2 separate regions of the Anas platyrhynchos genome follow, and region 1 is linked to region 2. Evidence: chromatin contacts called from public Hi-C data. All regions are on one chromosome and are shown on one strand. The core of a region is the stretch at or near the end of the contact, and the rest is flanking DNA. Distances in the headings are between cores, read along the strand shown. Region 1 overlaps MINPP1 (multiple inositol-polyphosphate phosphatase 1). Region 2 overlaps RNLS (renalase, FAD dependent amine oxidase).

Region 1 (4,884 bases), core at 1,103-3,602, 270 kb after region 2:
GGTCCTACTGGCAGAGCAGTACTCACACTTCACTACTGTGAAGCTTGGCTAACAGATTGAAAAGTTGCTGGGTCAATCAACAGGTATAGAAGAGATTCAGGGTACAGTTATTCCTAGGATCAGCACCATGCTAGGAGGGATAATCTTAACAAGTTTTGGTCTTTAACTATCCAGAACTTGCAGAACTGATGCTGAAGTGAGAACGTATCAAACACTTAAGGAATGCTCCAAAGCAACAGCAACAAAATGCTTCTCTCCTAATTACTAGTTTGACATTCTGCACCTATCCTAAAGGGCGTGGGTCTCCAGATGCTGCTCTTCACTGGTTGGAGACATGCTGGGGCCCACAGATGTGCCACAAGGAACTCAAAGCTTCTTCCAAGGCAAAGAGCTACTCACTGATTGCTCCTCTTTATACCATTGACAAAGCCTGCCCCAGAACCAGATCTCTGGCAAACTGAACAAGTAACTTCAAAAAAACACTGTCTGGTTAAGAGCAGCCTTGCACGGATTCTTACACAGCAGCACAACAGCAAGTGGGCATGAACATATGCATTGCTACCTGGCAGTTTTGCAGGTACAACACCTTCTACTTATAATAAGCAGTAGGGACACTTTCAATAAGGCTCCAGAAGAGGGGAAAAAACAACAGAAACTTCACAAAAAAAAAAAAAACAACAGAAACTTCACAAAAATGAAGTGCTTTACGGACTTGGACAACTGCTCAACTATGCCATTTGAGTACAACTCACCTGGTTTAAAGTTACAGTCAACTCCTATTATACTTTTTTTTTTTTTTTAATTAAGATGATTTTTAAGGAATAGAGCCCCTGACCTCACCCTAGAAACGTGACTACTACATTTCCTTACAGACAGGCAAAGAGGCATGGAGGAATGTCATCCTGGAATACCCTATTACAATGCTGGTAAGGCCTCAAGGAAAACATGTTTTCTACCAAAGAATTAACCTTTATTGGATATTTACATTTTATTGCTACTGAGGATGCAGAAGAATAGGGTCCCTGCATGAGTGTGCTGACAGTAGGTGATCACTAGTACAACTATCAGTAAACACAGTGTCAGGCCCCAGCTCCTAAGCACCAACAGGTGCTGCAGTATCTTTCCAGTGGCCCTCCGGATGGGGACAGTTGACAAGAGTAAGTCTACAGTGAAAATCCCTTTCACAGCCTTCACAGCCACCTTGCTGCACAGCACGACCTACACAGTGGAGAATACTGGTGGTTTAAAACAACTATTCTCTTGGAATATATGATATTAAAGATCCTCAAACGTCCAAAACTTTTTCACTGCAAATTGATGGTGGGACTTATTAGCCACAGATATTTATTAGCACTGCAGATACCTTCACATAAAAAGTATCCCTAAAAGGCTGGCAAGTAGGATAAAAGTCAGATAACCCTATGCATCTGAAATGACACTAGACATTCGAGTCCAAGACACTGAAGTTGTAACTCAGGTGGCTCAGCAAATGCCAACCCTCTGATGGTCTTATAGTCAAAATCTTGAAAATTGGAGAGATTTTTGTCATTTTCTTAAGGGTAGACTAGTCACCAGCAGATGTTTTCTCCAGAAGAAAGAAGAGTGAGCTTTAACAATGTGGCAAATTAGGCAAATAACTTGAAGGCTGGTGAGCAATCAGATTGCAAAGTCAAGAAAAGCTTCACGGAAGGGGTTACAGTAGAAACTCTTTTTAATTCAGCTGTAACTAGGAATGAAAACAGGACACAACTACTAAAAATAAGTATTTGAAGTATGCAATAAAATGCGGAGCTGCCAGCACCATTCTCCACTGACAAAACTAGAACAGACTGGCAAGTTCAGATGCTTTAACTTTTTGCTGGAACAGAAATGTTTCCCCTTCTGCTTCTGGATAGCCCAAATTAAACTTTTCAGAAAGATGGGAGAAGCTGGAGCAAAGACAAGGTTCTGGAAGTCAAATTATTCTTACAGTTGCAGAACAAAACAGAGCTAAAATCGGTGTTTGACACAGCTAAACGAGACATTTCATCACCACACAGGTTCTTTTTCTGAGTAATAAACTGCTGCAGATGTATTTAACCTGTTGCGCTGTACCGCTAAAAATAAAAAGCAACCAGCACAACCAAGTATTTTCTACTGTTGAAAATACAGGCATATTTTTCATTTGTGCAGTTTCTTGTTCTAAGCTGTACTCTCAAATTGCTGCAGGATCCTGTATAAGTCTCTTTCCTTAGGTGAAAAAGCATTAATTGCACCTCTACGCTTAGACCACGAGAGATACAAGCTGTTCTCCACTGGCCGTGGCAGATTTCCATATAATTTTAAGTGCACAGGCTATCCAATTCAGATCAAGTCTTCAGTGCTTTAAGACTGCCACCTAATGTCGTGGGATGAGGTTACATGCTCCTTCTGTGCAAGACAGTGCGGAAGTTTTCAGTTACCACTTTGGAAGGGACGCAGTAAACAGACTGCTCGCCAAGCTTTGGATTTTGCAAGATTTTTAGGGTTCCTATTCATTACCCACACATGAACTCTCTACCTTCTTCCCTCTGGGGCAGCAACACAACAAAGAGACTGACATGCTGTGATGGAGCTTGTGCAGCCAAAGTTGAAAGGCAGGAGGAAAATATCTCTGTCCTTTAGTACGCTGCCTGCTCTTCCCCCAGGTTCTGCTCTTGTAATTTAGGGACTGCTAATCTACTGCTCAATAAATCACAAGTGCAGATATGGATTTTGTCAACTACAACTTTTTTAAAAAATATTAGTATTATTAATCTAACAGAGATACCACATACACAGTTAAAACGCACACAGCTACTTTCTAAAAAGCCACTGCAATTTAAGGATTGAAAGTCTGTCAGTGTTCAAGGAGTAAATACACTAAAAGCAAACAAAACTGATTGTTCTCCTCACACGAGTCAAGCTATGTTAAGAAGTTATTTTTCACTTTTCATTAAGGCGGAAGGGTCTTGAGAGTTTTGCTTGTCTGCTTTTCTTTTAACCCGCACTTCATCTTCTTATTCCCAGTTCTTATTTTCTGTCTTCATAGAGGCAGAGACACAGCGTACAACAGAGGCAATCACAGCAGTGTGCCAGTCAATCTGTTCACAGTTGGATGCTAATGACCTGCAGCCTAATGCATTTTTTATTTAGCTCCCTGGTAGGCTGAAGAAAGGATGCAGGGAAGGTTTATTTAAAGGGCAATCTAAAATAACCACGGCTTTGACTCTACCACTATCAAAACAAGAGGGATCACTGACTCTGACAGCCTTGGATTTCCAAATGCCAGCACAATCATTTGACAGCACAATGTCTTAAGCCAGCTTGGCTGCAGAGGGATTGCCATCCCCAGCCACCTCCTGCTGCCCACCTTTCCCCCACAGCAACTAGTCCCCAAAACCAACCTTATTTCATGCTTTCAACTGCCACATTTTAACCCGTTCATGGCAAAATGAACAGGGTTGTCTCCTTTGTGCTGGCTGGTGCGCAGCACAGCACTGATTCAGAAAGGTAGAGGGCTACGTGCTGCCCTCCTCAGCCCTCACCTCTAGCCGTGGACAGCCCCTTCCTGGTGCTCATTAGAGCAGGATCAAGGAACCAACATGGGTGCTAGCACTGAAAACGCCTGCATGTAGATCTCAAAAGGCGCATTTTTAATTCCCGCTTTACTAAGCTGATGCTCTGTTAAAAAGGACACCTCAGTCGGATTTTCCACCTGAATCCCAGAAAGTAATTTAGATAGTATTTGGTTTGTTTTTCTGAGAGAGAACTCCGCTTTAGATCAAAGAAACCATGCTGTGTATAAAGCATAACTTCCACCTTCCTGCAACTCCACACTCTGGTGATCAACATAGCGCATCTCTCTGTATCCAGCATGGAAGCACAGCAAAAAAGCCAAGCATGAGTTTGAGAATTACGCTTCAGCTGTCTTAATACACGGTTCTTCTATCACTGCTTACATCTAACTTGGATCCTCAGTCGGCAAACATCTGAAGGAACACAACTTTGCAGTCCTCTCTGCTGTGAAATGATCAGCATCACAGAAAACCCAGAGCAGCTTGCCCAGGACTGTGCCATGGTGGCCTTTGAGGACCTCCAAGGAGGGAGAATCCACAACTGTATGGATCATTCCTCTACTCCAAAGTGTCAATGCTACTTGTAATTTCAATCTGACAACTGAAAGGAAAGAAAGTGCTTTCTAAAGTGTTATCAAGCAAAAAAAATACATACATTCATCCTCAAACATCAGTGACTCATGCTTTGCTTTCTGAAATATATATTAAAAAAATAGTATTTTTCTCCTGGGTATTATGTAGATCTACTTTAATATACTAAATTTAGAAGTAAAGTCCCAAGAATGCTAGGAATGCAAGAACTTCTGCTGCATATATCTAATATTTGCAATTCAAAGCTGAATTTGCTTATTATAAATTACAGTTACTCATACATTGATTCCTACAAACTATTTAAAGGTACAATATTTATACAATCTTGATATCATGTGCTTGATTTTAGGTACCTTGGTAAACATTTCCACAGTTACCTACTGAGGTACTAATTCACGTGGTCGATCACTAAGCTATGAATTTGTAATTCCTTTGAATCACAAGTGTTCACACAGGTTGTAAATTCATTCTCATATGAATGCACTGTATTTAAACCTAAAGTAGCCCTCCAAAAATATATTACTGGCATGTGAAAGCAAATGCAGGTAATTCTGTGACATAAACGTCTCAAACTGTAATTGAAGCCTTTGTTTTCTATGCTGTTTTCTCCATGCCACATCAGGTCGCTACTGCTGACTGATACCAGCTGATAGGACTAAACAATATACAAAAACAGCACAGGCATCACATTTTTAATTCCCAAGGAAGTGTACGAGCA
Region 2 (5,260 bases), core at 2,069-4,568:
TGTTCAGTTTTGGGCCCCTTGCTACAAGGACAGCAGGATGCTTGAGCAAGTCAAGAGAAGGGTGACAAAGCTGGTGAGGGGCCTGGAGAACAAATCTTACGAGGAGTGGCTGAGGGAGCTGGGCTTGTTCAGCCTGGAGAAGAGGAGGCTCAGGGGCGACCTTATCGCTCTTTACAGGTACCTTAAAGGAGGCTGTAGTGAGGTGGGGGTTGGTCTATTCTCCCACGTGCCTGGCAACAGGATGAGGGGGGATAGGCTAAAGTTGCGCTGGGGGAGGTTTAGGTTGGATATTAGGAAGAACTTCTTTTCCAAAAGAGTTGTTAGGCATTGGAATGGGCTGCCCAGGGAAGTGGTTGAGTCATCATCTCTGGAGGTCTTGAAAAGGCATTTACATGTTGAGCTTAGTGATATGGTTTAGTGGAGGACTTGTTAGTGTAAGGTCAGAGGTTGGACTAGGTGGCCAGCATTTATCAATTTTTAAGTGAAGAAAGTGACTTGCTATGGTCAATCCTTTTACATTTATTCACCTTTGTTCATCTTCATTTTCAATCTTTATTAATTTCTTCTGCAACCATCATGCCTAGATGGATATATCAGGTGCATGTTTAGAAATAGCAGAGAGAAGTAATACTAGTCCTACTGTAAGTCATAAGCTTTGATGTATCTTGAATTGGTAGGCTGTGAAATGGGCATTGTTAGGACTCTTTGGTATACTGGTACCTGATGAAATTACCATTCACTGGTTTGCTTTGGTTGGTTTCAATTCAGAAATTGTGTGTGTTCTGTCTTTATTAGAAATTGCAGTAGAATTGCCAAACAAAAATAATCAAAAGAAAAAAAAATTTTGCAGTATGTTCATTTTCCTCTGCTTTCTCTTCTTTATATAACGTGGTATGACAAGAGTTGTTGGCTTTCTGAGCTTTCTAAATAGTTCAGGTCGAGGCAGAAGGGGAAAATGGTTAGCTCCTTGCAACATGTTTGGAACAACAGTAGGTGGCAGCAATCAAATAATACTTGGGACATTCTGTTTGCATGACTGTATCTACTGGGCTTACACGTATTTGGACTTTGCATATTTTGGTAGTAATTATTGTGGTTATGTGGAAATTAAAGATGAATAAATGTGTTTGAGTTTTGTAATTTAAATTCAGCGTCAAAAGAAGAATAAACGTGGTTAAAAGCAGAAACTTTGAAAGTAAAAGGTCTAGATTTTACAAATACTTATCTAATAGTATTTCAGACATGCTGGTCTGTTTTATTGGTTGCTGTTGTTCGAAGAATCAATAGTTGCAATTTTGCTCATTTTCAAATGAGCTCAACGAACTTATCTTTCAGCTCTGTTTTTAGTAAGAAGTTTGCAATTAAAGATCTCAAGTAGCTTTTATTTGTGTGTTCTGAATATTTGTGTGTTCAGAATGTTTGTGTTAAGTTGCTTTACTTGGAATTTATAATTACAGTTATGCGTGTTTTGTTTTAAGCCTGACCTATTTTTTCATCAGTGTAAATGTCCCACATGTTTTAAATAATACAAGCTGATGAGAAGATATGAATCAAATAGGACTACCTTTACACAGGGAGGCTTTAAAATGTGAATTAGGAATGAAAAGTTAGAGTTTTGCATCAGTCCCAAGTTCTTGCTGAGCGCTTTCTCTGTATGTGTTTATTTTTGGATAGGATGATGGTAAATTCTCCATTTTGTAATTCCAGTTTCAAGCAATCTTAGCAGGGCTTATCCAGACCTTGAGTTTACACTTGTTACCTAACGTATCTAAAATGTCTAATGTAAACACATACACTGAATTGTTAGTTACTTATTGGGCCCTAGAAACTGAGGTCACACAGTGCAAATATTTGTGCTTTCTGGAAATACTACTAAGTTACTAATTTTGCATGAGAGTAGTTGTTGATATTAATGGGATCTTTTAAAAACACATCATTCATTTGAAATGGGTGCATCCCAGTTCTGACTGAGGTTGTCATCTTGGAAGGATCAGTGTTGGTAAAACAGGATAAAATTGCTGTCACTGATGGAGACGTGACAGTGGCTATTGGGATTCTTAGTGCTCTGGCAGAAACGCATGATGTCTTACTCTGACATGAAACCCTGTGCTCTTGCCTATGGGAGAGATGTTGGAATGATGTGCCAGGATAGACAGCTCTCCTTAGCGGTAACATTCCTCTTACAGTGTGTTTGGTTTCTGGCTGTGATTTTTTCCTATCATTCAGTGAAGGTCCTGTCCCTGCCTCCCTCCGCTAGTGCCAGCTCTGGTGCTTACCTTCTGCTGCAGCAATTTGTTCCCTCCTGTAGGTAGATCTGACCTGCCAATCCAGGAAGTATATCTATATATATACACATGATATTGTTTTTGTTGCGTTGAGGAGTTAGGAACCACAACATTGGCTTTAAAGCAGGCTAAGCTGTTATATGCTCTCTGCCTTCTGCAGCTCAGGTATAGCCTTCCTGCTTAGGGAATACCTTAAAAACAAAACAAAAAAAAAAAGACTACTGAAGCTGAAATCACAATATCAGGAAAAATCACAGTATGCCGTGCATGCTATTTTTTTTAATAGGGAGTGATTATAATAGACTTCTTCCCACAGTTGTTAATAGAACACATTAAAAGCCTATCAAAAGTTAAACATACTGCCACACTGATTCCAGTGACCCTCTTCATCTGAGAAGTCTGAGGATTGAGCTAGATGTTTGTGAGCATGAGAGGTTTGCAAAGGAGAATGAAATAGCATAGTATTAGATAAAGGACTACTTTGCATTTTATTGTCAGTCAACACTGCCACAATTTTGTCTGGTAAAAAGCTGTAATTTTGATTTAACAGATTTCAAATCTGGAGAGGAAAAAAATCCAATACAATGGATTTTTTTACAAGGATACAGTGCTGGAAAAGAAAAAGCCTGCTGCCTTTGTCTTCAGAATGGAAGGGAGTGGGGCAGCTGCTTCCCACTCTAGGGGAGCCTCCAGTTTTCTTTGGCCTATCAAGGATGACAGCTCCTAATAGGAAACCTGCAGAGGGGTCACACACCATCAGAGCATCTCTCTTTGGTGCCTTGTAATGTTACAGAAATGTTTCCTTCAGCAGTCTTCTATTACTTGTTCTACCCTTCCTCCAGCAAGGCAGTTGTATCAGTACGACTGTCTCTGGGACCACAATAATGTAGCTTCCTCCCCCACCCTTGCCCCAAAAGGTTATTTTTAGCAGGATTGTGTGTGTGATCTTCAGTTCACCATGTGGTCCGCAGACTCACTGGCACAATATGCACTTTGAGCAAGGGGAGGAGAGCAGCACATGATCTGTGCAACTGATTGAGCCATATAGGCAAAGAAATGCTCATGAATCTGTGGTTTGAATGCTAAGCTTAGATTTCCTGTGTAGTCCCAGGAGAGATTCAGAGCAACTGCACCTTAAACAGGCAGCAGATTGTGCTGATTTAGCTGAATTGCTTTTAAAAAATTACTTTTGACCTGTGAGGCAAATCTGCTTTTCTGTGTTGAAACATGTAGTTTATCATACTCTGGCTATCTGTAAGTATTGTAACCTGAACATGCCTCTCTTCCTGCCCTTACTGTCTGTGTTGGTTGGCAGAATGCTGCAACATCAGGGGACGTAATCATGGAAAATTTATTTAATGCCTGTTTAGCAACTTCATGTTTCTCCAGTAGTATATCTCCAAATGGAGAATTGGCACCCTAGGAATATCAGATCAGCTAAACATGAGCCCATGTGTATATGCACACGTTAGCTTTTTTCTAAATAATAAAGGTGATGGTATTTGAACACAGGACGTATTCGGAACAGAAGAAATAAATGCTCTGAAATTTGTTTATCTAAACAATAAACAGATACCTCTCAGTTTTTCCCAACAGACAGTCTTTGGTACTGTCTAGGGATTGTGTTTAGACAGAAATCTTTCCAAAGCTGTGAGCCTGAAGAAAAGAAGTTTCCCTGCCACAAAATGTGAACAAACTGAACAGTTCTGAAACTTCTTCATTCATGTTTCTTGGGACATGTGTTTAATGAGCTGATTGTTTCTGTGTTGTGAGAAGCCTGGATGTGCTACTGAGAACTACCTCTTCGGTAGGTCTAGCCAAGGGATTTATATTAGACTTTAAATTTACGTTAAGGATTTAAAAATTTTTTACAGTAGATTTTTGGGAGACAGTGATAATGTAGTTCTTCACCTTTCACTTTGAGTAAATTCTTTTTGTTTGAAATTTTGCTCATCTATAGGTGGGGGCAGTGGTTAAACTTGTATGGAGACATGTTTAGAAAAGATCTCTCTCCTTTCCTGTTACCATACCTGCTAGGCATATGTGGGAAAGACATGGGCTAAGGTGACCCTAGGCTACCTCTGAGGATTTTATAGCCATTTTGAAATGAAACCTACAACTTGAATGTATTCATGGAGTTGAAAATCTTTTTAAGTCTAGTGTATGTTTGCAGTAGTCTTAATTGCAGATGTTTCGTCTTTGTTTTACCAAAAAAAAAATCACATTATCATTATCACATAATCTCATTACAATCAGATAGGCAGATGGAACACTTCACTGGAACACTTTTTTTTTTAATGTTCTGTGCAGTGCCTCTAGACTAGATGCATTTTCATGGATTTCTACAGAATTTTAATAGCTGTTGTTCACTCACACCACTGTAATTGAGACTATTTTTTATAAAGTTTACCTTTACCTCACACTGATAACATCTGTAAACCTTTATTTTGCAGAAGTATTACAGTGCATATTGTTGGTCTTGAATGTGTCTGATGGGTCAGCTCACTGATGTGGCTGAAAACTAACACTAGGGGAAACATCCCATAACAAAAAAGGTTTGTGCTTGCCTCAGCAAGTTGGTCCAACTTAGTCTGTGATTGCGTGAGCTCTAGAGCTGAGCAACCCAAGAGAGATGGGAATGCCCTCTGTGGTGAGAAATCTGCAGTCAGGACGGTAGAAGCTGAAACTTCAGGATAAAGGTGATAAAGGTGTGTTTCCTTTACCCCTTCGTATACCCTGTTCTTTGCTCCTTGACCAATGGCCTCTTCCTTCTGTAATTTCAATCCAGAATATTATAATCTGATAGTATTTTAGCTGTGGTGTATTATAAGCCCACATTTAATTTTGGCTGCCTTGGCACTAGCCTTATTTAAATGCCACCTTTCCAGAGATACTCAAAACACTGTGAAGGTCTCCTGTGACTGTGTTCCGTTTGAAAAAATAAAATTTGTTCAGACTAGTGTAGTTCTCACCTC

The links. Hi-C and Micro-C count contacts between places; a contact is called where the count stands out from the background.
Region 1: a Hi-C map of skeletal muscle shows a contact between it and region 2, with 2.7 times the contacts expected there. The contact joins two enhancer-like sites. A contact is called at or near these places in 2 of 8 Hi-C or Micro-C datasets (skeletal muscle and subcutaneous adipose tissue).

The regions. Positions count from the first base shown.
Region 1 is chr6:4,274,234-4,279,117 of IASCAAS_PekinDuck_T2T, forward strand. All of the region lies in intron 4 of MINPP1 (multiple inositol-polyphosphate phosphatase 1), which reads right to left. Among named protein-coding and RNA genes, the nearest start is that of MINPP1, 7.1 kb to the right of the region's middle. Within about 2 kb of position 2,353, at least 1 of the 8 cell types and tissues checked has an H3K27ac peak or open chromatin away from gene starts, as enhancers often do.
Region 2 is chr6:4,004,548-4,009,807 of IASCAAS_PekinDuck_T2T, forward strand. All of the region lies in intron 4 of RNLS (renalase, FAD dependent amine oxidase), which reads left to right. Among named protein-coding and RNA genes, the nearest start is that of RNLS, 10 kb to the left of the region's middle. Within about 2 kb of position 3,319, at least 2 of the 8 cell types and tissues checked have an H3K27ac peak or open chromatin away from gene starts, as enhancers often do.